Regions from separate parts of the Mus musculus genome. Here region 2 is linked to region 1. The links are chromatin contacts, called in public HiCAR-type maps. All regions are on one chromosome and are shown on one strand. The core of a region is the stretch at or near the end of the contact, and the rest is flanking DNA. Distances in the headings are between cores, read along the strand shown. Region 1 holds the start of Rpl24 (ribosomal protein L24). Region 2 holds the start of 4930461C15Rik (a long non-coding RNA gene).

The links. HiCAR-type assays count read pairs that join an accessible place to other places.
Region 2: a contact with region 1 is called in a HiCAR-type map of astrocytes, with 5 times the contacts expected there. The contact joins the promoter of 4930461C15Rik here to the promoter of Rpl24 in region 1. A contact is called at or near these places in 2 of 39 promoter capture datasets (the 3T3-L1 cell line and pre-B cells) and 1 of 115 datasets of contacts at active chromatin or transcription factors (astrocytes).

Annotation. Positions count from the first base shown.
Region 1 is chr16:55,963,391-55,968,587 of GRCm38.p6, reverse strand. It overlaps Rpl24 (ribosomal protein L24), which reads right to left and starts at 2,313. Exons shown (of 6, transcript NM_024218.4): 1 at 2,150-2,313; 2 at 1,966-2,041; 3 at 1,418-1,528. The coding sequence starts at 2,154. It overlaps Gm6958 (MLV-related proviral Env polyprotein-like), which reads right to left. Exons shown (of 1, transcript XM_001480210.4): 1 at 3,540-5,197.
Region 2 is chr16:58,405,760-58,410,956 of GRCm38.p6, reverse strand. 4930461C15Rik (a long non-coding RNA gene) reads left to right here and starts at 2,426. Exons shown (of 4, transcript XR_384912.2): 1 at 2,426-2,785; 2 at 4,883-5,197. Dcbld2 (discoidin, CUB and LCCL domain containing 2) reads right to left here and starts at 2,422. Exons shown (of 16, transcript NM_028523.3): 1 at 2,006-2,422. The coding sequence starts at 2,201.

The DNA.
Region 1 (5,197 bases), core at 1,064-3,563:
TCAAATATTGGGTCTGGGAATGTTGCTTTTTTAGAAAATAACTTTCAGGGTAGAAGAGAAATGGGGCTGCTTTTTAGATTTGGGTCCTGTCACCAAAATTTATTATATATATATATATATATATATATATATATATATATATATTTAATTTTAAGCATTCAACTGATTGTAACCACCTTTTTTGGAAATAGGATTGATTTTACTTTGTAGCCTTAGTTGGTGGCACACGCCTTTAATTCTGGTACTTGGGAGGCAGAGGCAGGCGATTTCTGAGTTTGAGGCCAGTCTGGTCTACAGAGTGAGTTCCAGGACAGCCAGGGCTACACAAGAAACCCTGTCTCATATGTATCAAAAGATGGCCTAGTCGGCCATCACTGCAAAGAGAGGCCCATTGGACTTGCAAACTTTATATGCCCCAGTACAGGGGAACGCCAGGGCCAAAAAGGGGGAGTGGGTGGGTAGGGGAGTGAGGGGTTGGTGGGTATGGGGGACTTTTGGTATAGCATTGGAAATGTAAATGAGCTAAATACCTAATAAAAAATGGGGGAAAAAAAAAGAAACCCTGTCTCGAGAAAAAAACAAAAAACAAAACTAAACAAACAAAAAGTCAATTCTACTGCCTCAGCATTCCAAGAGTTCGATAACAGATTTGTTGGGTACCTGCTTTCAATACTTAGAATGGAATTGCCAGATGTTAAGAACACAAAAAAAATTTTTTAACAGTTGTCAACCTGATCTATGAGTAACCCTGTCTAAAAAAACCAAAATAAATAACATTTTGAGTTAATTAAAAGGTTTACAACAGCTGTATCATTTTATTCTAGGATTTCTGTTTCTCTACATCTTCACACCTCTAAGATTCCCTCCCCCCATTTATTCATCCAAAAGGATCTAATAAATATAATTCATCTTTCTTTTCACTAACTCTGTACTGCGTGCTCTGCTTTGGGAAACAAGGTTTTATGTAGCCTAGGCTGACTTTGAACTACTGATCCTCCTGCTTCTACCTCCCAGACACTGGCATTACATGAGTGGGCCACCATGCCCACTTAACATATTTCACATCTGGGACCACTGTTTACTATAATACCCAGCTAGAATCTATTTAACGAGGCTCACACATGCCAAGCCTAACTATTAGCTGTTGTCCTAGCACCACACCTCCACCCAGAGCAACACCTACCATCCCCTAAGGGCCTCTTCAACCCAAAATGAAGCTTACAGAGAGGAATCATTTCAAATTTCAACACACAGCTTGGAAGGCTATGGTACCCAAGGCCACACTAACAAGTTCTGCTACTGTCTGATGGTTTAGTTCAAGAGCACATTGCATAGTTTTGTTTAACCAAAATTTAACCTGGCAAAATCTGACAGTGTAACTTTAAAAGAGGCTACTAGCAAGCTGCATTCCACTTACCGACTGCCCTTTCTTGTGTTTCCTTCTGTAGAGGACAGTCCAGTTTATCTGCCGAGGATTCCTTTTGGAAAGGAATGCTGACTCACATTTTGCATTAAGAAACTGGAAAACCTGCAGTTAACAAATTCAAATTAGTCATCCTTTTACACAAAGTGGAGACTGACGTCCTCCTCCAGCTTTATTCTACTTCTCTCTTCTCAATATATAAATATATAAAGGAGGCAAGAGACCTCTTTGTGACACAAATGACAGGGTGGCATCAATGCTACAGTCTTCTCAGGAGCCGAAAAATCTACACTAGTCGCAAAGGGTCGGGTGGCGCTAAACTCAAAGAAATCTGGCTCTGAGCCCTCTCCGACTCCAAAAGACCTGAAGCCCATTTCCCTTTCCCATTGGTTACATACAGCACTCATTTCCAGCCTGGTTTACACACCATCCATATTCCCTCAAGTTTCCCATCCCACACGCGGTCCCGGGGCCTTCGGGGAGAGAGGACCGTCCTTCTACTCCCAGCGTCCCGAGCCGCGCTCGGCCCAGCCGGCCTTTACCTTCCCGTCGGTCCTGGCGTAGCGCCGCCCGTGTCCCGGGTAGATCTTGTACCCGCTGAAACTGCACAGCTCGACCCTGGAAGGAAAAGGCGAAGCTCGTTAGTATGTGCGCTGCAAAGAGGAGCCATCCCCGGTAGCTCGGCCTCAGGATGGAGGCGGATTGGGACACCGGGCGCCCGCTTACTTCATGGTGATAGATGTCGGCCTGCCGGGGTAAAGATGGCGAAGAGAAAGAAAGAATCATGGGAGAACCTTATAGGGCAGAGGGAGAGAATCTCCTCCCTAAATTCCCTTCCTTGACCCCGGCGCCCAGAGATGATGTCACTTCCGAGCGCCCAGTCTGTTTCCTAGCAACAGCTTTCTTCCTACAGCATTGGCGGGGAGTGGGTTTGAGGTGTTCGTTTAAGGTCCAAGTTGGTTCTTGGCTTGGGTTCTGTGCCATTTTATTTCCTCCAGGCTAGTGTTCTAGAATCTAAAGCCAGCATTTCGCAGGATTTAATAAACAAGAGACAAGGATGTTCTACGTGTCTTTCCTCCTCTTACGAAGCCCAGACCAGTTTTTATCTCGCAGGTAAAACCTGAAGGTCACTTTTTGCATTTGGCTTTGGATTATTCCTTGAAACAAAAATAAATCGTAGCGGCCTGCCGGGCAGTGGTGCCGCACGCCTTTAATCCCAGCACTTGGGAGGCAGAGGCAGGTGGATTTCTGAGTTCAAGGCCAGCCTGGTCTACAAAGTGAGTTCCAGGACAGCCAGGGCTGCACAGAGAAACCCTGTCTCGAAAAACCAAAAAAAAAAAAAAAGAAAAAGAAAGAAAAAAATCGTAGCGGCCGACAGCGTGGCCCAGGGATAGCACGAGTGGTACGCAAAACCCTGAATTAAATCCCCACCTCCAAAAAATATTAGAGCCCGCCACTGTGGGGCAAGCTTTTAATCTCAGCTCTCTGAAGACGCACTGGCAGGCTGGTCTACATAGTAGTAAGAGTTCCAACGGTACATAAATAGTGACCCCCTGTATCAAAAACTAAAAGTAATTAATCACTAGTTCAAATAGATTGCCAACACTTGTAATACGAGCACTCAGGAACTAAGGCGGGACTACTACAAGTTTGAGGCCAGCCTTGGTTACAGTGTGAGACCCTGTCTCAAAACCTGAAGTTACGAGTTGGAAAGGTGAGCAGGTTAAGAATACATACAACTATTGAAGACGACCAGAGTTCAGCCACCTGTAACTCCAGCTAGCTGCCTGACCCCGAACTCATGAGTGTACTTACATACACACACACACACACACACACACACACACACAAACACACACACACACAGGCAAAAAAAGAAAAAAAGAAAAAGAAAAAAAAAAAAAAAGAAAAGCTATGCTAGCCAGCCGGTGGAGGCACAGCCTTAATCCCAGAAGAGTCAGGCTGGTCACTAAGACTTTTGAGGCCAGCCTCGCCCACAGGGAGTTACAAGACATCCAAGGCTACACACAGACCTTGTCTCTAAAAACCGAAAATAAAATAAAGGAAAAATAAAGTTATTTTATGGGGCTGGAGAGATGGCTCAGCAGTTAGGAGCGCTGGCAACTCGTCCAAAGGACCTGACTTCAATTCCCAGTACCCAGACGGCAACTCAATAACTGTAAATCCAGTTCCAGGGGACCTGGCACCTTCTCATAGACATACATACAGGCAAAACACCAATGAACGTAAAAATAAATAAATCTTAAGAAGAAAGAAAAGCTATTTTAGGGCCTGGAAAGATGTTTCAGCTTGTAAGAGCACTTGTTGAATTAGTAGAGGACTGGCATTAGACATGGTCCAGCATACACATGGTGGCTCACAACAGATGGTTTTCCAGTTCCAGGAAACCAAGCTGGGTCTTCTGACCTCCAGTGACCACACAGTGCCACCTGGTGTACACACGTAGAGCTAAACATTCAGACACAGAAAGTCAGATGAAATTTAAAAATTAAAAAAAAAAAAAAAAAAAAACTTTTAATTTAAAAAAAAAACCTATTTTAAAGAACTTCTGGATATTTGGCAGGCAGAGATGGGCAGATCCCAGAGTTTAAGGACAGTCTGGTCTACAGAGCAAGTTCTAGGATTACCAGGGTCATGTGTAGCCTGTCTCAAAAACAAAACAACAACAAAAACCTGGAAATATAGTCCCCATAGAGAAGCTCGGGTGAGGACAGATGGGAACTTGGAATGGGACATTCTGAGTGAGGGAAAGAGAGATGGCAGGAGCCAGCTGATGGATTTTGTGGAAGGCTGCCAACTCTGCTCCAAGTCACTGCTTACTGAAACAAATGTAGTGGTTAATATTTTCTATTTTTATAAGCAACTCACAGTGTTCTGTAAGTGGGTAGTTGAGAAGTGGGGGAGCAATTCTAAGAAAGCTGTGAGTTATGCAAGATGGTACCTTGGGGTTTTTGAATCAGGGGGATCAGGATCAAGACCGCCCTCTGCTACACAGTCTGAGGTCAGCCTAGGAAGCACGAGACCCCTCCTCAGAAACTGAAAGCTGGAAGTTGGGGAGATGGATCAGTGGTTGCAAAGTGCTTGCTATCAAAGCACTTGGACCTTGTTCAGAGGCCTAGCACTCAGTAAAAGCCAGTATGGTGGAATGTACATGAATTTCAGCCCTGGGGATGCCAACACAGGAGGATCTGAGAGATTGGTTGGCCAGCCAGTCCAAGTCCAGGTTCAGTGAGACACTCTGTGTCCCAGTTAGGTTTTTTTTTTTTTCTGGTTTTTCGAGACAGGGTTTCTCTGTGTATCTCTGGCTGTCCTGAAACTCACTTTGTAGACCAGGCTGGTCTCCAACTCAGAAATCGACCTGCCCCTGCCTCCTGAGTGCTGGGATTAAAGGTGTGCGCCACCACGCCCGGCTCCCAGTTAGTTAGATCAGACCATCTGCAGGACATGTCTAGAGTTATTGTCTTATTTGCTAGTTGATGGAAGAGGGCCTAGTCAGTACATGGTGTGCAACACTGTTCCATGATTACCCTGGGCAGGTGATCCTGAGCCGTCTATGAATGCTGGCTGAGACCTGGCTAGAAGGCAGTATCCTACAGTTTCTATTGTACCTTTTTGGCTGTGAAATGAGTTCCTCAGTAGGAGATAGTGCTTTGTGCAATAGCAAGCAGATGTGCCTCCAAGTAACCGCTGAGTTCTGTCCCTCCCTTCTGTCAATGATGGATTGTAAGCTGAAATAAACTCCTTCCTTCCTTG
Region 2 (5,197 bases), core at 1,177-3,676, 2.4 Mb before region 1:
TTTTCATTATAACTACATGCTAGTAGCAGACATTTGGAAAGGTTCTATCACTCAGAGACAACTGATAAGGTTATATTATTCCTTCCAAACTTCTTCCCAAGGCTTCTTAAGAGAGTACAAAGTCCACCTTGGAACACATGGGCATTCTCATATTAAAATCGCTAGAGGTGTTTAAGAGATTCACATCCTGAGTGAGGGAATGTCAGCTGACCCTGAAGGAATGTGTTATCTTAGTTAAGACTAACTTCAAAGAAATTTCACTGCAAGCAGTACTAGGGCCCTCAGAGGGAGAGATTTTTTAAAAATCAGGGAATTCTCATCTCATACAATTTCTGAATTTTCAGATACTCACCAAACTAGTCCTTAATTTACTAACTTAGTAACTCGTGTTTAATAATTGATAAATACATTATGCTTTCCCTTTGTAAAACTGTGTGTTTCTGGTTCATTTACTTAGTCTATGAAAGAGACATGCATTCACATATGAGCAAGACAGAAAATTGATACAAAGGTATTAAACAAACAAAACTACCCGATTTTGAAGAAATAAAAATCATGTCTTTTTATGCTCTCTAAAATTATTTCTATTTATTTTGGAATCTTTTGGCAATGGGAGAAGAAATATATTGTTACAATGCTGACTAAAATGATTCAAAAATCATTTAAAATAAGATAATGTTGCATGTTACATCAGTCTGGGAATGACTACTCCAAAAGATAATGGTGTCCTATATAGCTGACTCTGTTACTCGAAGATTTGTTTTAAACATGACGTGAAATTCTAGATGTAAGCCATCTAGAAATGTTCAAACACAGTGGACTGCTTAAATGGTCATATTCCTTTCTACATTAAAATATGCTGTATTCCCTGTGCATCGGTTTCCCTCTGCTGGGAACGGGATAACTAACTCACCAAGCTGTGTGTTAAATGCACTGATTTACACAAACCACTTAGTCCCGGGCCTCCCACACACACTAAGCTTCTGTAGCCATATAAGTCTGTCTCCCCACCACGAGAAAGAAAAACACACACATAGATGCCAAAACTTCAGAGGCTTCCACACTCTAAAACAGTAAGCGCTGACTGAAATCTGCCTATTAGACCTCTAAACCTTAGGTTGCTCAGTTTAAATGTGACTATTAAAGAGGACAGTTTACGTTTTTCTCTTAGCGATTACCTCTCACACGTCCATCAAGGCTGCACCTTCCCAAGAGACAATCCCATGACCTTGAAGATATTCCTTACTGACAAAAAGTGCACACAGTGGGAAGCTGAACTGAGAAATGGAAAACGTATTTCAAGAAACTCTCCCTAGCAATTAGTAACAAGAAAAGCCATGGAAGAAATAAAGCCAAACAGAATGTGGTACGCTGCCCAAAGCAGCAACACTAAAAAGTTCAGTCCTGTATTCTCTTTCTATTGTTGATGATTTATCAACCAACAGTTGTTCCCGCTTCTGGAATGGGATTGTAGAAGGAAAAGAAGCTTTGTCACTTTCTGAGAAAGTTTGCGCTTTTGGTAGTGGACCGCTACTCTGGGCCACTTCTGTGTTTGATCAAGACAATCTACAAACCACGGTCCTCAGTAATGGGCAGGTGCTCTGAAGAACGAATTGCAAACGTAAGCAAGGCTCTAGAGAGCACTGCAATTTGCTTCATTCGCGTTAGAACCTGGGCGCTATCCCTAAGAACAGCAATCCCTGCCTGTCTTTAATAAGCTCAAGATGCTTTTTAATTTGCTCCCGACTCCGTCCATCAGTCCAGAAGGAGACAGCAAGGAGGCCTCCACGGCAGGGTCTCATACGTCCCTCTTTCACAGAAATGAATGGCTTTGCGGAAAAGTAAAGCGACACAAACTTGAGACACCGGGCGGCACCACCACCCCGCCCCGGTCCCCGCCACATCAGCCTCGCCAGTGTGGTGTCTCTGCATCTCTGGGTTCGTCGGCAGGTTCCTCCAACAGCCAAGAGCCTCAGGAGGCCGACCGGTGCGGGCCACCACTCACCTTGCTGGCCTCCAGCGTCCTGGAGCAGTAGGAGCAGCAGAAGGAGCAGTCGAGGCCTGGAGGAGGAGTTGCGGCCAGGAGGGAGGGGACAGCAGCCGGCGCTGGGCAGCGCGGCCCGGCCGGTGGCGGCGGGCGCGGCCGGGCCTCCGGGACCCTGGGGGCTGCGCGCGGCTCTCAGCGGCGCCCGGCTCGCCATCGCGGCGGCCGGCAATCCGCCCGCATAGTGCGCGCGCCGCGGAGCCCCGCGCGCCCGGGGCCCGCAGCACCCGGTGAGGACCGGGCGGCAGCGCAGCGCGCCTCGTCCCCTCCGCCCTGCTCCCCGCGCCCGCTTCACCGAGCTTCCCGCCCCGAGACCCCAGGCCGGAGCGCGGCGGATCGGAGGATAGCACCGGGGCCCGAGCTGGAACGCGCTCCCGCCGCGCTCGTAGACCGACCGTCTCTCGGGCGGGCCGGCCCCGCTCTCTCGCCCTCCCTCCCTCCCGCGCGCGCTGGCCACGCCTCCTCCTCATGCTGAGACCAATGAGCGGCCAGATCTGGTCCAGCTCCTTCCGTGCCGTCCAATCATCACGCCGTCTGCTCTGTCGACCTGTTAGCTCCTCTCCTAAAGCTCCACCGCCCCTCATCCGCGTCTGCCAATCGCCCTGGACCTCTGGGAGCGTCCCACCCGCCTCCCTCGATCCGGGTTCGCCCCCAAGCCGGGGCCGGGAGCGGTCCCCGCCCCGCTGAAGAGCCTGTAGTTTTTGGGACCACTGCCCAGAGAGAACCCGCCGAGACTCTCTGGTCAGTGACTTCCGGGACTTCCCCATCCCGCGCTCTCCAGCTTCCCAGAGCCTGCTTGCTCCTGGCTCCTCCCCCGTCGAACATCAGGCCACTGGAAGGGGTGGGATGGCTGGATGCTGGAAGATTTCAGCTGGGAGCTGTATTTAAGGGACTGTTTTTAAATAGCAGAGTATGTTTTTCTTAATTAAAACTGCAGTCAATTGCAGCAACATCTGCGGGTACAATTACAAATGTAGTGTTCAGTTTTTGCAAAGATAGCTTCTAGGACTTTGGAGAGGAAGTATAAAATAAGACCCGTGTTGCTGAGACTATTTAAGTCCACTATCTGTAAAATTGTGCTCAGAGAAGTCCCAGGAATTAGAGCCACTTTATAGATAATTTGCAGGTTTTGGAATGGGGAAGAAATGTCAGTACATCATGCACGTCAGAATGAAACAAGTACAAATTCAAATAATAGGCAATTTGATGGAGTTTTTGAGCAGGCAGTATGGCAGAAGAAAGAGCAGTCTTTAAAGAAGAATCCACAGAACTAGACAGTAGATTTATAAAGAGAAACCATCAGGGATATTTTTAATTAGGGACTCCCTAAAAAAAAAAAAAAAAGTATTGTACCTTTAACAAACAGGGACTTAGTAAGATAGAACAGTTTGCATAGCAAAGGAAGTAACTATAGAGCATCTGTATTACCTTTCAGTTTATGGTGGTTGATTTTTCACAGTATTGCTGCTGTGCCCTGTCCTGCTGATGACTGCCTTTAACAAGCCATAATTTCTGGCAGCTGGGTCTTCTCAACGCTAAGCAACGGATGCTGTACAGCAAACTGATACTGGCATAGGATGTCTACTACCTTGAGTGTATTAAATGTTCCCTTGACTTAACGTGTTCTCAAGTGATGGTGGGTTTATCAAATGTGACTCTTATCATAAGCTGAGAAGCACCTATACTGGGATGCAAAGCCAGAGAGATAGGCCATTGGTTAAGAGCCCTTGCTGACAATCCTTACGATCTGAGTTTGATCCTCAGAATTTACATGGTTGCTAGGAGAGAACTGGCTTCTGCAAGTCGTCCATGGTCCTCCAGATGTGCACTGTGGAACATCTCCCCTCCCACCCCCATACTAAATGAATGAATAAATAAATAAATAAATAAATAATAAAATACATGCCTTTTAAACAAAATAAATCGATATGGATATACAGCTAATAAATGAGGCTATAGAAAAGCAGGTTGTACAAATGTCAGTGTGAGAAGTATGTAGGAATTGGCTCTGGAACTCATGAATACATGTGAGAGTCCTAAACATGTAAAGCACTCACACCCGTGTTTCAGAAGAAAACCCAAATGCTGGAAAGGACTCTAGAAGCCATTTTTTTTCAAGTTTCTTGCATATTTCTCACACAATAAGCCCACCCCCCACCCCCACTCCCCAGTCATTGTATCTGCTAAACATCTATCGTGTAGCAAAGAAAGCACTACCAATATACGCCCTGGTCATACAAAGTTCAGTTAGAGAAGCTTACATTCTAGTGGAGAAGACAAACATTTTAAACAAATCCATCGTCACCAGTGCCAATTTGGAGGTGAGAACTAACAGAGCTAACTCTATGACCTACCCCAGCAAACAGCCAGTCCTAAGCCAAGGCTTCAAGTGATAGTCCCTGAGATGAAGCACCTCACATGTCGGATCACTCCTTCTGTATGACCACCTAGTGATAACCGTAGGCCACAAGGTGGACACAGCAAAGGGTTAGAAGCTGCTGGCTAGGATTCCTTCAGCTACATGGAACTGCACAAGAAGCAGAGTGAACTAGCTCAGGTATGGGAACCTTTCTAGAAAAGAAAGTGCTGGAGTTGTGGCTGTCCCCCCTCAGGGGAGTACAGCCTGAAAAGACTCCGAATTTCTTATAAGTAATTCCCCTATCACAAGAGAGAGGGGTGCTGTCATTTTCTCTCTGTTTTGGTATGCTAAGAGCTGTTAAAGTAGAGAATAAAGTGGTGAAGTGTTTCAGAGGACAGAACAGGGAAAAGAAGAGAGGGGGAAACCAGCGTCTGAAAAATGATGCTAGCCATCTGTCTTCGTACTCTTTTGCCTTTCAGCTTCCTGAGTTTCTTTTCTGGAGGTTTGGCTGGAGAGCAGCCCGGAGAACATTCCCCTACTGCCTGACCATGGGAAGTCATAGGAGGAGCACCGATGTGTGAGAATTGAGACACAGTGCTGCCCACCATGTCTCTCCACTTCTCATTATGGCTGTACAACCAGTTTCAGAAGGCTTCTGTGAGATAACGAAATGTTTCCTGGGAACCTTCCACCAAAGTCATATATCAGGCGTTCGAGTCTAGACCAGTCACTGCCCCAGGGCAGTCCAGGTTTACATTTACTCTCCCATACTTTCTGCATACTTCTCTAGTCAA